Linked DNA regions of Mus musculus: regions 1 and 2 are each linked to region 3. A link is a contact called in public Micro-C and promoter capture Hi-C data. All regions are on one chromosome and are shown on one strand. Each heading gives the region's core, a stretch centred on a gene start, on an enhancer-like site or on the middle of the called end of the contact. The rest is flanking DNA. Distances are from core to core; before and after follow the strand shown.

Region 1 (5,038 bases), core at 2,439-4,938, 3.6 Mb after region 3:
TATTGGGACCTGCCGCAGAAGCAGCAGCGGGAGACCGCGGCACTGCTGTCACCCCGGGGGCCCGCTTCTCACTGCAACCGGATGAAAGACTTAAATAACCCTCCTTCCCCACCCCCACTGCGCACAGCCGCCCACTCAGCTCCATCCGAACGAGGGTGAGTGGCACCGCCAAGAACCAGGCGCGCCCTTCCCCCCGCGGCAGACACCGGGCCGACCTGCTATACTTGCACTGGGGGGTCCCCAGCATGGGCCGGGGCTTCCGCTTCCCTCCTACCAACACCCCCCCCCCCCACACACACACACACACACACTGTGCGGAACCAGAAAGTAGAGATGTCACTTCCTTGGCGACACATTCTCCAACCTCTAGGATCGGGGCGGGGTGAGGAGGTTGGGGCTTTTTGTTTGATAGTCTGGGTTCTGCGGCGGGCGGTACCTGCAGTCCTTCTTCGCTGACCCCTGAACGCGCGCGCTCCCCGCCCTTGCATCCTAGCACAGATACTCAGTATCTGATGTATCAAGTGCGCGTGGCAAACGTCCTATCTTAAAGGTGACTACTGCATTTTTAAAAAGAAAGAAAGAAAAGCTGGGAGGTGGGGGCGAAGGTACGTGGAGGGGTCCGAAGTGTGAGGGCTATCCAGTGACCTGGGCCCAGTTCTGAAGCACCCCGGGTTGGGACCGGGAAATGCACACAATAAAGGTGGCTTTGGCTGGCCGCAGCGCCCCTGCAGCCCTGCGCTCCGAGTGCAGCCGGCCTTCTGCTCCTGTGAGACTAGATCCGGATGCCTTCCCTAGGCTAGTGGTTAACAATAGCATGCCACCCCCTGCACCGCCTGCGAGGCCCTTTGTCACCCCCACCCCCACCCCTGCTACTGTGGCCTCGCCTGGCCAGGGGCCCCCGACCCACCTCCCAGACCCAGCGGAGCCCTAGGACTCTCCCAAACCCTGCTGCGCGCTTCAGAAAGAAGGGGGTGACCCTGCGTGAGACCGCAAAGCTCAGTTCCAACCTCCAGTCTGTCCTCGTCCCCGCCACCAACTCTCCGGCTGCGGTGCGCACCTCCAGCGGTTCCCACACCGCACACCACCACCGCGCTTCCTCGGGCGGCGGCTGTCAGCGCCACCAGACCCGCACTCACACACAAAGAGAAAGCAAGGGGACTGGACAGGGGCAAAAAAGAAAAGTCGGACACCCGACACGCGACCAGAAAGGTGTCGGTCCCTGTCCTCCCTCCCCTGAACCCCAGCGGTCCCCGCAGTACGGAGGGGCGCACAGGAGCACCGTGGAAAGGGAGTTAGAACCCGAGCGCTCTTAGGACCGCGCGGAACGAGAGCGACGCGGGGCCGGGGGCTGAGCCCGCACCTGCCGGCCCGGAGCGCGGGAGGACCGGGCTCCAGCTGCCCCGGGCATCAAGCGGGCTGCCCGGGCATCAAGCTGGCTGCCCTGAACCCTAGGACACTCGATCCCCGCCGCCACCGGCCTCCCGCTGCTTGGCTTGCTCCAGAAACCCGGCTCCGTAGCAGTCCTTAAGGTGGCCAACTAGACAAGCACTCCAGTAAAGTTTAGTCTTCCCTAGCGACAGGCAGGCAGCAGCGGCGTTTACTTACGGGGTGGTGGGAAGATAGTTAGGTTAATCAGGTTAGCATTCGAAGGAATAATCGCAGCAATGAGCTACACTTTCTGTTTTTAAGCAGCGAGGGGGACACAAGTCAAGTGGGGAAAATTGACTGGGTTCACTTTTGAGCCCAGCCTCAGTAGTGAGCCAAGGGGGAAACCCTGGGCCTCAAGAATCTAGACTATCTTCATCCAGGCCTGGACCCTCCTCACCTCCCGGCAACATCCACAGACCATGAAGCTAAACACCTAGTTTAGATTTCGTTCAACATCTGGCATTAAGGCATGAGGAAGAAAAATCACCACAGGACTTGGTTTTACGACCTAGTCTAAGTGTTGTCAGGTGGGTTCACTCAGGAGTTAACTCCTTCCAACAGTCTGGTTGCCCAAACTGTGGATTTATTTTTTCTTTTTTTTAAATAAGGGGAAAAACCTAGATTCCACACACCCCGCCCCCGCCCCAACGCCAGGCAGAACTGTGTTCGCTGACTTAGCACTGCACCACTGAAGGTGCCCCGCCAGGCACGTGTGTGGAGGCACGAAAGTGGGCAGAGTCCCCACCTGAGTCTGCAGCCTTCGGTGCTGAGTCACAAGTACCCTGCTCGGAACGTGAAATCTTCGGAATGCCCTTTAAAATGAGCCTGCAGCTTTTGCAAGCGCACGCAAACACTCACACCAGAAAGCCACTCAGGAAACCCACACAAGGCTACACGCTGTGGAAATTAAAAAGCGGAGGTTGGGAACCAACGGATGGAAGAGCCGGCACCCCTAGTGGGATTTCCGCCCCCACTCGGGTCAGTTTCCCCAGGGGCTTCTGCCCCGGATGTTTCGGATCTAAAACACGACTTCAGTGCTTCCCCCAGATCACCCAGCAATCTTTGCCTGAGAGATTTCAGACCAGCCACCGGGAATAAACGACACGCTTAATTTACAATTCAGGCAGAATGCTTATTAGAGGAAAAGGGAAGGGAGAAAAAAAAACTTAATTTGAGCAAGATACCAGCTACCTACAGGAAACTGGATGCAGTTTAAAGTTCTTAGTGGTTAAAGCTTTAAACTAATGGAAATGGGTCCGTTTAAAAAGAAACTTCTTAAACCTTATCGTCTCACATATCAAATGAAAAAACTTGGGCTTTGGGTTATATTCATACTCACACTCACACACCCTCCTTTAAGAAAAATAAAGAAGAAGAAAAAGAAAAGAAGGGCCTTCTGAGGGTGAAGTTGCACCAATGCCAGACGCAGATCTGCAATTCCGGAGGCTTTTTCCCCTCCCTGGGCTGGCAAGATACTCAAAGATGTGGGGGGCAGGGGTTATGAATATGAGAATATAGCCCTTCGAGCATCCCCGCCTAACCACCACCTTTCTGGTAGTTAATAATCTGACCGTGTCAGCGCGTGGACAGTGAGGGGTTAAAGGCATACCTACCGAAGCGGCTGTGGTCTTTCCTGGTTCCCTGGATAGTACCGTTGGGGAAGATCTCTAAATGAAATCCAGTCCTGCAGTACAGCTGCCTCCGCCTGAGAATCCCCTTTAAATGATCCAAGTCCGTGACTGCGGGGCCCCGGGGCAGCCCCCCTGCTTCGGACTGACCCAGGTGGTCACTTAGCAACACCGGACTGTCCACCGGCAACACCGGTACGTTCCCGAACGGTACCGCGTCCTGCACACCGAAATAGCTCCCAACTTCACCTAAGGGAGCCATCAGAGGACTCGGCTTTTAAGCACAAGAATAAACAATAATGATGGTATCAACCAGGAGACACTAGGCGAGGTATATCCAACTCCCCTCCCTTGCCGCAGTTGCAGACAGAGAGGGAAAAAGGGTTCTTTTCTTCAATCCATCCGATGCATAAATAAAAGTAATCGGCTGTTTCTCTGGCACAGGTTCAAGGTCAAACCACTGATAGTCTAAGAAGCCACCACTTTATACTCACACACTGACATTGATCAACACAGCTATGCATCGCTACATATGGAGCCTCGACTCTCAGCAGGCAGAAAGGTCTTCATCCCATCCGACCGTAATAAGGGAAAAAAATCCGTAGTTTCTCCATTTGCTTAGAGATCAGAATGACCATAGCAACGTAAGTGCCTGGGCGATATTACAGGGATTTTTAAGATGCTCGGGCTACGTCAGAATTTACGGATCCTGACTCCAGAAAGGCATGCGCTGTTTTTACTCTCTAACCGACTCTGCAGACATCAGCATGAATCCTTCAAGGGGAAAAAAAAAATCTCACGTTGGCGGCGGCGACAAATCTCTCCTCCCAGTCCCTCCTCCAAAAAATAAAGATAATATAACAAAAAGAAGGGGGAAAAAACTTTCGGCGTCCAAAGCTAGTATCCAGAACGCTGCAGAGGCTCTGCGGAGGTCCAGCGGCTTGCAGTGAGGCGAGCGGCAAGCGGCGGGCGAGGACCGCGTCCCGGAGCTCGCGTGCTGCCCGGGCTGCCGCGAACAGGTGTCGCCGCGCGGGCCGCGCAGCGCCGTGGCCGCGGAGCGCTCCTCCTGCGCAGCCCCCGCCGGCGCGCAGAGTGGCGCAGGCGGCGGCATTGGGCCGGGTTTAAGGTAGCGCGGCGGCCGCCCCGCTCCGCCCGGTCCTAGCGCCCGCCCTGACGCTCGAGCCGCTCTGCCGCAGGCCGGGCACAGGCGGGCAGAGCGCGGGACTTCTCCGGGAGGACGACCTAGGAAACCCGGCTTTAGAGACGCCGGAGACGCGGTGCCAGAGACGGGAAGCAGCAGCCCGAAGACATTCGGCCACAAGAAATCTAGCTTGCTAGAGACGCAGGGTCAGAGGGGAACTGAGAAAGCAGTTTTCGCGCGGACTCTGTAACCTTGCGTCGCATTATAAAATAGACTGGGAGGGAAGGGTTGGTGTAGGGAGCTTGGTTGGACAGGGCAGTTTCTCTTTCATTCTACAGCCAGACTTACAGACGCGCAAACAATATTGCAGGTAAGACAGTTGGGTGTGAGTCAGATTCTTCTCTCTCTCTCTCCCTCTCTCTCACTCTCTCTCTCTCTCTCTCCCTCACACACACACACACACACACACACACACACACACACACACACACACAAAACACACACACTGGTGGGCCCACACTCGGGTTTGTTAAGGGAATTCTGGTTCGCATCTTTGAGTTGTTCGGGTCCTGCCTCCCCCCAGGTTCCCGCGGCTAGGAGCAAAGGGCACCCAGGGCGCCTGAAAACAGCCCCTGTCCTTGAGTTCGACTCACGCCCCAGATCTGAGTGTGCGTCTTCAGGGAGAAGGTTCCAATGAGTTCTCTCTCGCCCCCAAACAAAGCTACTCAGGACGGGCTTTGCCACCTTGAGCTCTACTTTGCCTGGAAGTGAAAGGCTCGAGTTCCAGGGTTGCTCCATGGCCCGAAGCTCTCTGCATAGCCTAAGAGCCAGACAGGAGCCG
Region 2 (4,542 bases), core at 583-3,082, 3.7 Mb before region 3:
ACCCACCCCGTCAACAGATTACTTCAACAGCAGTGTCTTCCAGTAAAACCAAGTCCAAACCCACAGCACTCCAAAAGTGCAACAGGCTACTTCACTGGTCTGTCTCCTAACATCAGATTCAAAACTCTTTACCAATATCCTTGTTACCTCATCCCCTGGTCTACTGTCTTCCCAGTCCACCCTGGATAAAAGTCCAATTCTCAGTCTGACTTTCTAGGACTTTCACAATCTCAGCCACTATTCCTCTCTCTATCTCTTACTGTTCAGGAAACATTCCAGGAGGGCCAAGGCCATCTCCTGGACTCTAGAGAAACCCATATTCATCTCCACTTTGTATCCCATTTTCATAAATCCCATCTTTCAAGGACACATAGCCCAGGCCTGGTAATTCCAGTCCATAGCTCCCTCCCTCCCTGTGACCTCCAACAGCACCCAGTTCTGCACCTGGCATTGTGACAACTAACTGTGCCCCATCTGGAGTCATATTTCACATGCTCAAGTCTTTCTATGTCCTCCAAGAGATTACAAGCCCCGACGGGTGTTATCTATGAGTCTTCTATTGCCTTTCTCACCAAGACAAGCAAGCCCTTGGACATCCTTTTGTAAACTTGTCACCTGTGAACTCCTCCTTCTGACTGAGTCTTGCCAGGGAATTATCCACAGGTGGAAATTATTTCAAACTGAGTTCCGTATTCCCTTCCCCACCTTTATCTCCCATGCCTCCTGTGCCTGAGCCTGCACAGTAACTTTGCAGCCCTTGCACGTTCATTTGCATTTGAGCTCTCAAATCATTTCTCTCTCATAGCTTTCAGAGACATCATCCAGAAAGCTTGGCAGTGGGAAGAGGGCAGAGTGGCTTCTCAGAGGTACCTGTGGGCTAACCAATTTCCTTGTGTTTCACCCTTCCAAAGCAAGAACCTCTATTTACACAACCCCCCTTAGAAGGATGTCCTCAGGCTACAATACCTGTTGATTGCTCAGTTTGAAACAAACTGCTCCACTTTACACCATTCTGTTAAGGGATCTTGCAGAAAGCAGTGAAGAACTATAGATAGCCCCTGTGCCATGGCCTGGCATCATGGGAACCCATGCCTGGTGGAAGTCCTCCAGAACCACAGGAAAGGGAGGGATGGAAAACAGGGCTCCTGCAAGATTGCTGGCAGGTGGGTCTCTTTAGATCTCCAAGAGGGCCCTAAAGTGAAGGTGCAGAGCCTTAACTCCCAGGCAGGAAGCCTTGGAATTGTTTGCCCATGACAAACTCCCTTTGCAGGCCCCCATGGGCCACTCCAGAGGCCCACAGTGCCACGGCCCGGGAGGGACCCGGGGTGAGCCCGGAAGGCTTAGAGCCAAGGGGGCGGCGAAAGGGGCCGCAAGAAGGGGGTTGAGAGAGGGTGTGTCGCGAGGCCAGTCCCGCAGCACGGCACTCTCTGGTTATGGAGAGGGCAGGGGCGCGCATAGCGCAGGGCTGACGGCTCAGCCGGAAAGGGAGCAGGTTAACAGGTCAGTGTGGCCCCGCGAGGCCACTCCCGGCCACCACTCAAAGTTGGGAGGGAGATCGGGCCGTAGGACCCGCGACATAAACAAGGCGACGCGTGAGAGGGAGAGCGGCCACCCCCACCCAGTCACCCCGCCAGCGCCGCAGCAGCCCCGGTCCTGCCCGGGCCGCGCGAGCCTCCCGGGTCTCCCACCCACCCCTGGCTGTCGGCCCCAAACCCGGGCTGCAACCCATGCGAGGTCCCGCGCGCAGCTCACCTCGGCCGGCCACTGACCCAGACAGCTCGGCTCCCTGCAGCGGCCGCGGCCCTGCCCGCCACCGGCGCGGCCCCTGCACTGCGCCGCCTCCCGCGCCGCCGCCTTCGCGCCCACCTGGCCGGCCTGCCCTCCCTCTCCGGGACACTGCGCTCACGTACGCGGCCGCGGCCACAACCCGGCCCGGATTCCCCCGCCCGGGAAGGGAGCGCGCCGAGCCGCTCGCAGCCAGTCCGCCCGCGAGCCAGCCAGACGCAGGGACACACCCCCGGCCACGCGCGCGCACGACTCGCGCGCCCCCAGCCCCAGCCCCGGACGTGCGCGCGCGCGCTCCACACACCCTGCTTGGCGGTACACAGTGGGCGCTCAATAAGTGCTGGAGCGACTCCTCTCACACATGCGCACTTGAACCTGACCGAGTTGTGACCCACTTCCCCAGCCCCCACCCCGAAATCCGAGCGTTCAGCACCACCCGGAACCGAACTAGCGTATCTGCTACCCCCGCGCCTCCTTTTTTTTTTTTTTGACTCCCCCCCCGACCCCCCCCCCAACTGAACTGCAAACCCAACCAAAGTTTCTGGCTGTTGTTTTTCCAGCGCGCCCCAGGGCGGGAAAGGAAGCCAGAAGCTCTAGGCGCCAGGGACAGGAGCTTGGCGAGGGCGACAGGGACCCGAGGCCGGGTAGCGGGAGGCGGCGCGCGAGGGCGGAAGCGCTTGAAAACCCAACCTTTCCATTTCGCTTTGGACCAAGAGTGTTCTTCTCCAGTTTTATGACTTTTATTCGTTTGTAGTTGTAGCGCGAGGCGATGTTTACTGTTTCTGGAATTAAATAGGAGAAAGTTAACTATTAGCCTTCAGCCCTTGTGTAAACAATACCGGTTGCTTTTTGGCACCGTTAGGCTCTGGCTTTTGGATAATTTGTAACAGGGAGAATCGAAGCGGTTCCATTGTGTAGTTCTGTGTTTTTTCTAGATAAGGCCAAGGACAGTGGAGAGGGGTGTGTGCGAATGTCTAAGTGTGTGTGAGTGTGTGTGTGTGTGTGTGTTTACAATCAAATTTAATGAGTAAAAGAGTAATAGCCCCTCCCTTCTCAAAAAAAAAGTTTTAAAATACTTCGAAGTTGCAGTTCACCTCCAATTTTGGACTTCCTGTGTTTCTAGGAGGCCGTGGAGTGTTAGTAGAGCTTGGGAATCACATCCCATTTTAAGAGCTGAGTTAGCATTGGCATCTTTAGCAGGTTCAGCCCTAAACACATCAGCTTCTTGATCTATAAAACAAAGCAGTGTAACTAGAGATAGTGCCTAGCTCACGGCAAATGAAAAACAATATGTCCTGGGAACTGGCAAGAGGGCTCGTGGGTAACACTGCTTGTGACCAAGTCTGATGTCACAAGTTAGAGCCCCAACATGCACAACATAGCGGAGGGAATCAACTCCAGCCCTGTACATACACAATAAATACATTTTAAAAAAATAGTATGTCCTTTTTTCTGCCCTCAACTATTTGTTGAAATAAAATTATCCAACTGGAATCAAAATTCCTACAGGAGATGATTCTCAACTAGGGGTGATTTTTTTTATCCCTAATAATATTAATTTGTCCTTAAAATATCTAGATATATTTTTACTGGTGTTGGGAGGGTGATTTCTCACTGTCATTTAAGCTGCTGAAGGCTAAGTATTCCACCAATATCCTGCTGTGCACAAGACAGCCCCACATGGATGAATTAACTAGTTTCAAATGCCTGCCTTACCTGCTCTAGGATCAGCCTGCCCAGGGTGTAGTTCACCCAAGACTGCTTCTCCCTTTTAATTCTCAACCTCAGGAAAAAGTTCTGTTTCCAGATAAGAATAAAGTGTTATAGGGCATCACATCGGTGACTTTATTTAATACACAAAGCCTTCCCTTAACATGAAGATATGGATTGGAAATGTACACTTTATGATTAAAGGGACATATGCAGTCCATGCATGGCTTTCTGTTCTTGTTCCAGTTGTCCCCAAATGCTTCTGTATAGTCAGTCCCTCCTCTCAAGTCTTTCTTGATCACCCTGAAGTTTGCAATACAGTCTCTGCCCCAAGGAACGCTTGGCCTCCTCACAAGCAGACTGCTGCTCACTCAGAATTGAGCAATACAGAAAACAAAGCACGTAATTGATCATTGTAGCCCAGGGACTAGGGTGTCTGAGACAAGTGAGTCTTCATAGTAAAATCCGGGGCTCCAGAAGTGCTTGTTGAGCTAAATGAAAGTTGTATACACAGAGTAGGTCTCCAGCTGGAGTGTGAGCAACATGGCAAGATTTAAACGGCTAGGCTCTGTAAAGGGATGAGGGTCTGGCTTCGGTTTTTGTTTAACTGTGTTTTCCGAGACAGGATCTTTAGCATTGTAAGTAAGCCTACACTAAGCTTTTTAGATAGACAAGGGTTCTACCACTTCCCAAGAACAGGGGTCACAGGCAGGCACCGACATCCATTTATGTTTCATTGGGAACCAAACCCAGGGCTTCATTCGTGCATACTGGGCAATCATACTGCCAACTGAGCAACATCTCCAGCCCAATTTTTTTCTTTTTATAATTTTTATTTATTTGCTTTTTTTTTTTTTAAGGCAGGGCCTCTCTGTATAGCCCCAACTGGCCTTGAACTCACAGAAATCCACCTGCCTCTGCATCGTGAGTGCTAGGATTACATTTATGTACCACCATTACTGATATTTATTTACTTACTAATTTATTTTTGCAGTACTGGAGATTAAACCCAGGGCTTTGAGCCTGCTGGACAAGGTTTCTACCACT
Region 3 (4,716 bases), core at 647-3,146:
CCGCTGAGCCTTAGTCGGAGGACGGGGTAAGGCAACCATGACCATGCCTTGACAAACTCTGACCCTTGCAAGAGTGGGAAGGACCAGGAGGCCCTGACTTGTTTACTAAATGCAAAGAAACGTGATTTGTAGCTATTGCTGCAACCAAAGTGTCAAAGAAACGAATTTGCATTCATAAGAGGTTTGTTTTCCAAATGCTGAGTAATGAAGGGTACAAGGACCGGGAGGTGAGTAGCTAGGGCCTTTGGATAAATTGCAGAGGATGGGGAAGATTGAGGTCCCGCCCTAGGCTCTGCACACCGCCAGGTGTGGGCGACCAAAGCCTATCAGGCCTGCAGCTCCAAACTTTAGAAAGGAAGCGAGTGCTGCAAAAGTTCACTTTATATTGTCTCACTTCCTTCTTTTAGCAAGCACACACATAGCAAACTTGGAAGGCACGTTCTAAGCTTTAGAATCTAAAGTTTCTCCTTTAAAAAAAAGAAAGAAAGAAAGAAAAGAAATAGAAATAGAGAGAGCGAAAGCAAGCGGGCCTAAATCTGGAAAGGTTTCTCAACTCTAGGCAAATCTATTTCCTCCCCCATCTGACTCTTGGAAAAGCTCTACCAGGTTTGGACCCACCCTTATACCTAACTTCCAAGCCCCTCACAGTAGGTAGGTGCCCGTGCTGAGGCGTGGTGGTGGTCCGAACTTGGGGCGGGGGAGTGGGATGGGGGGAGTTCTTCTAGACTGTTTACCCCTCTCCAGTTGCTGGGAAAGTCCGATGCGTTTCCTGTTCTCATCCGAGCTCAGCCTGTTTTCCTGAATCAGTGATCTGGTAGCTAACTTATTATGTTCTGATCCTGAAAAGTAAAACTGCGTTCTGAAATCAATTACTTAGGAAAGGGACTAGAAGCTACAGAAGTTAATCACGCTTAGACTAACCACTTAGTTTGCCTTAATTGTAAGGCCTTCCTTTGGTGTTTATCGCACTTTTTGTTTACACTGAGCCCTCCGCCTAGGCTTTAGGCCAGCAGGGCGCTCAGTTTCACTTCGGGGTTTGGAGGGGCCTATCACTTCGTCCTCGGGGTTTAAAGGCAACTTGTAATGGTTTGCCCCAATCACTCCTGTAACCAAAGAGTAAGTCCTCAAGAACCGCGTTCCCTTGTCAAGGAGTCGGATGCGCAAATGCCTGGGGCTTTAAGCAGCTGGGAAAGCGAGAAGGAAGCTAGCGTGAAGCTAGCTGCACCTGCGGATCCAGAGCGTCCGCCCCGCGCTTCCCGCGCCCAGCGCTTTTGCCTGGGAGCTGCTGCGAGCCACCCCCGCACCCCTCACGCCCGTTGGCCGGGGGAGCGAGGCCTAGCAAGCGGACGCCTGCGGGAGCCGCCGCACGTAGGGGGCACAGGGACTTGTCCAGGCCGTGGGCTCCAAAGCGAGGCCCAAACGCGCGCGCTCTCTGCAAGTAGGGCGGTGGCGCTCCCAGAGACGGAGGGAGGTAGAGACGCCCGAGCGAGCGAGCGAACGGCACGCTCGGGGCCACTCCGCGCGCAAGGCTCGGGTCCGGGAGAAATTCCCCCCCCCCACCCCCCGTCGAGTGGTCAGAGTGCGGGTCCCCAGGTCGTGCACACCACCCGGGCCGGCGACCCCAGCCAGGAGCAGGGGAGCGCCGCAGGGCGGAGGCCGCTGCCACGGAACCAGGCGGGCGGCGCACAGCCCCGGGGAGCTGGTTTTCCCGAGAGGGCACGTGACGGGGTTGGCAGCGCTCGGGCCCGGGCGGGGGGAGGGGGAAGTGGCGAGCAGGAGGCCCGGGGGCGGGCGGCTGGCGCGCTGTGTACTTAGGTCGTGTGCTGGGGCTTTTCTCTCCTGGGAGCGGGCCGAGGGGCGGGGGAGGGGCCACCGCTCCGCCTTCTTCTTTTCGCAATGTTGACGCAATCTATAAATAGTGGAACAAAAGGACCAACTTCCTCGGAGCTTTGCTGAAACTGCACAAAAAATCGAGCTGGGGGGTTCCCTGGTCCCCGATGTTGGGGCGGAGAGCGCGGCGCCGAGGGAGGGGGCGGCGCAGACCGGCCTAGGGGACACCTGGTCGAGCGCAGCCGCCGCTCCGCTCGAGCCCTGCGCTCCAGTGCCCCCACTGGCTGGAGAGCTCGCCCAGACCGGGGGTCTTCCTCCGTCGCTGACAGGTCAGTGCGCACCGCCCCTTTCGACTCTAGGCTGCTTTTCTCCCTCCTCCAGCCTCCACTTTTAGAAGGGAACCGGGGCGGGGGCGGGGGGCGGTAAGGAAATAGAACGAGGAGCAGCAGCGACAGAAGGAAAAAAAAAAAAAAAAAGCAAAGCTGTAACCCCGGCGTGCACGGAGCGAAGAGAGTGAGGGGCTCCAGGAGGAGATCTGCGCGTGGCCCCCACGGGAGACGGAGCTGGCAGAGCAGGCGGGCCGCAGGGTGAGAGGAGGGGGCTCCCCGGAGGCCGTGCGCGTCTCTCGGTCCCCTTTGAACGCAGACCTGCAGAGTCCGCCTGGTCCACGGTGGGAGGAATGAGTGGAGAATTGTCGCCGCCGCCACTGCACCCCCGAGGCCCACGCACCCTGAGCGCCTAAATTTGGGGACAGGGTGGGAGGGGGGCACCCTGCGCTCAGGGAGCAAGGACCTGAACTCAGGAGCCCGCTGCTTCGCCGTTGGGGAGGGCGGAGCTGGCGCTGTTGACAGCGGTGAGGGAGCAGGGAGGGCGAAAGTTGGGGAGAGGAGGCGGGAGAGGTGGGAGTCTAGTTGAAAAGGGGGGGGAGGGAGCGCGCGCGCGGGATTCTGAGGGGCGTGGATCACGTGATGGGCAACCACCCCCGCTACAGGCTGGCGGTAGGGTGACGTCACCACCCTGCCTGCAGGGGGTGGCACTTCCGTTTTCTCCCCCCCCCCACCCCCCCCAGGGCTGCTGCTCCCAAGCTTCTGCACCCTCCTGAGGGTGGGCAATAGTCTGAGGTCATCAGGTGCTTTGGCAACAACCGGGAGTTAGGCAATGAGGGCTAGGTCTGAAGCTCAAGCCGGGCCGCCCCTCGACGCGCCCCATTGTGTGAGCAGTGGGCGAGGGCGGTGCCGGGTGCCGGGCCCCCCGCGGCTCCCAGCTCCAAAAGGGCGGGGAGGACTCTGTTCCGTCAAGGCGGAGTCTGGCCACTAGCTGGTTCCTGAGTCCAGACTTCGAGATCCCAGCGACTAGGGTCTTACTCGCCTGACTAGCCCTCTGGGCGCCTGGTGGTTAGGAGCCAGTTCTATGGCTCTGGTCCGTGGCCCAGCTTGATGGGTGTGTGGTCAATCTGTCACCACTGGAGCGACTCAATTCCAGCAGTCCTTAAGAGCTATTTTGAGTAAACTCTGGGTTTTGGTGACTCAGCTCGGTGAGCGGCGCTATTTATAGGTAGATGAGTTAAGAGCGGGGAAATACGCTTCGATAGGATCGGTCCGCCCTATTATAGCAAAGATCTCTACTAAGAAGCAACAATTTAAAGTCTTAGGAAAGAAAAATACTTGGTTCTTAGAATCTGTGTTGTAAGGAGAAGACTTAGAACAGTGAAAGTGGAACATTTCCCGGAGTAAATGGAGAATTTGGGGACTGTCATGACCATTAACTGGCTTTTCGGTGTAGGTTACTGACTCTCCTAGACACCTGCAACATAGAATGCCCATATTAGAATGATAAAAGGGGAAACTAAATGCTGGCAAAGTCCCTGCACTATATTCTGTAACAGGAAGGGATGTGTGATATTTATCTAGTGTCAAAAGTCTGGTCTGGTGGGAATTTTATGTTTATCACCCAATTTCTTCCAAGAAAGTACAACAAAAACGTGTGCTTTTCTTCCCTAGTGTGTAAATGTGCCACTAGTACGTTATTGCTTGTTGGGGTGTTATGATTTTAATTTTCACATTCCCACATTCCTTCAGCCTCCACTTTAGAAATCCAAGAGGCATATGCTATGAGAAAGATTGTGAGGTTGTCTGTCGGGTGGGAAGAGTTGAGTGAGCTCTCCTAGCCGCTGTAGCTTTCCATAGGTAGTGTCACCTGGGGTGTCTCTTGAAAGAAAGATGGTGACTTCCTGAGTGGTTAGGTCAGCTAAGAATAAAAGTGTCCAAAAGACTACAGAGTACACACACTGGGGCCTGCAAGATAGATGTGCGTACTGGTACGGGTGCTGGGTGGGAGTTGAAAAGGGGTAAGAGGGAAGCTGGACAGATGGTCAGGGCCTTCATGATTCAGAATAACCATGCTGAGGAATTTGTATTTGTACCTGAATGGGCATTTTTATTTTTTTAGCCTTTTAGGATGAACAGATATGCTTTGAGGGGAAAAAAAAAGCAATGGGTGGTGGTTGGTTTTTTTTTTCCTCCTACAAGTAAACAGAAAATGTAGCACAGGATTTCAAAGGGTTTCTCTGCTTTGTGATGCCTCAGCTCAAAACCTGCAAGAAGGGAAAACCTCCAGAAGATGTCTGATAGATGTGACAATTGGTCACATAGGCCTTGTGAGGATCTGGGAGGCTTAGAGATGGGATGTAAAAGGATTGTGAGCTAAGATAGAACCTGCTAGAACCACCTGCCATGTACCCAAGAGAAGTCATTAGCTGTTTGAGGTCAAGGGATGCACAGTCTTGTCTTTGGGTGAGTAAGAAGGTGTGGACCTCGGGGTAAACACATTTTTTACACTATGGGGGAACCTTTCCCAGGGAGGTTGGTGTAAAGTCTGGATCTCTGA

Evidence for each region. Promoter capture Hi-C pulls out the DNA fragments that hold promoters and counts their contacts. Hi-C and Micro-C count contacts between places; a contact is called where the count stands out from the background.
Region 1: a Micro-C map of embryonic stem cells shows a contact between it and region 3, with 16 times the contacts expected there. The contact joins the promoter of Fgf9 here to the promoter of Dleu2 in region 3. A contact is called at or near these places in 5 of 484 Hi-C or Micro-C datasets (all in embryonic stem cells) and 1 of 115 datasets of contacts at active chromatin or transcription factors (embryonic stem cells).
Region 2: a contact with region 3 is called in a promoter capture Hi-C map of liver, with 4 times the contacts expected there. The contact joins the promoter of Zfp395 here to the promoter of Dleu2 in region 3. A contact is called at or near these places in 2 of 39 promoter capture datasets (liver and pre-B cells).

What each region holds. Positions count from the first base shown.
Region 1 is chr14:58,071,336-58,076,373 of GRCm38.p6, reverse strand. Fgf9 (fibroblast growth factor 9) reads right to left here and starts at 3,688. Exons shown (of 3, transcript NM_013518.4): 1 at 3,042-3,688. The coding sequence starts at 3,318.
Region 2 is chr14:65,355,966-65,360,507 of GRCm38.p6, reverse strand. Zfp395 (zinc finger protein 395) reads right to left here and starts at 1,832. Exons shown (of 10, transcript NM_199029.2): 1 at 1,753-1,832.
Region 3 is chr14:61,679,553-61,684,268 of GRCm38.p6, reverse strand. It overlaps Dleu2 (deleted in lymphocytic leukemia, 2), which reads left to right and starts at 1,896. Exons shown (of 7, transcript NR_028264.1): 1 at 1,896-2,159.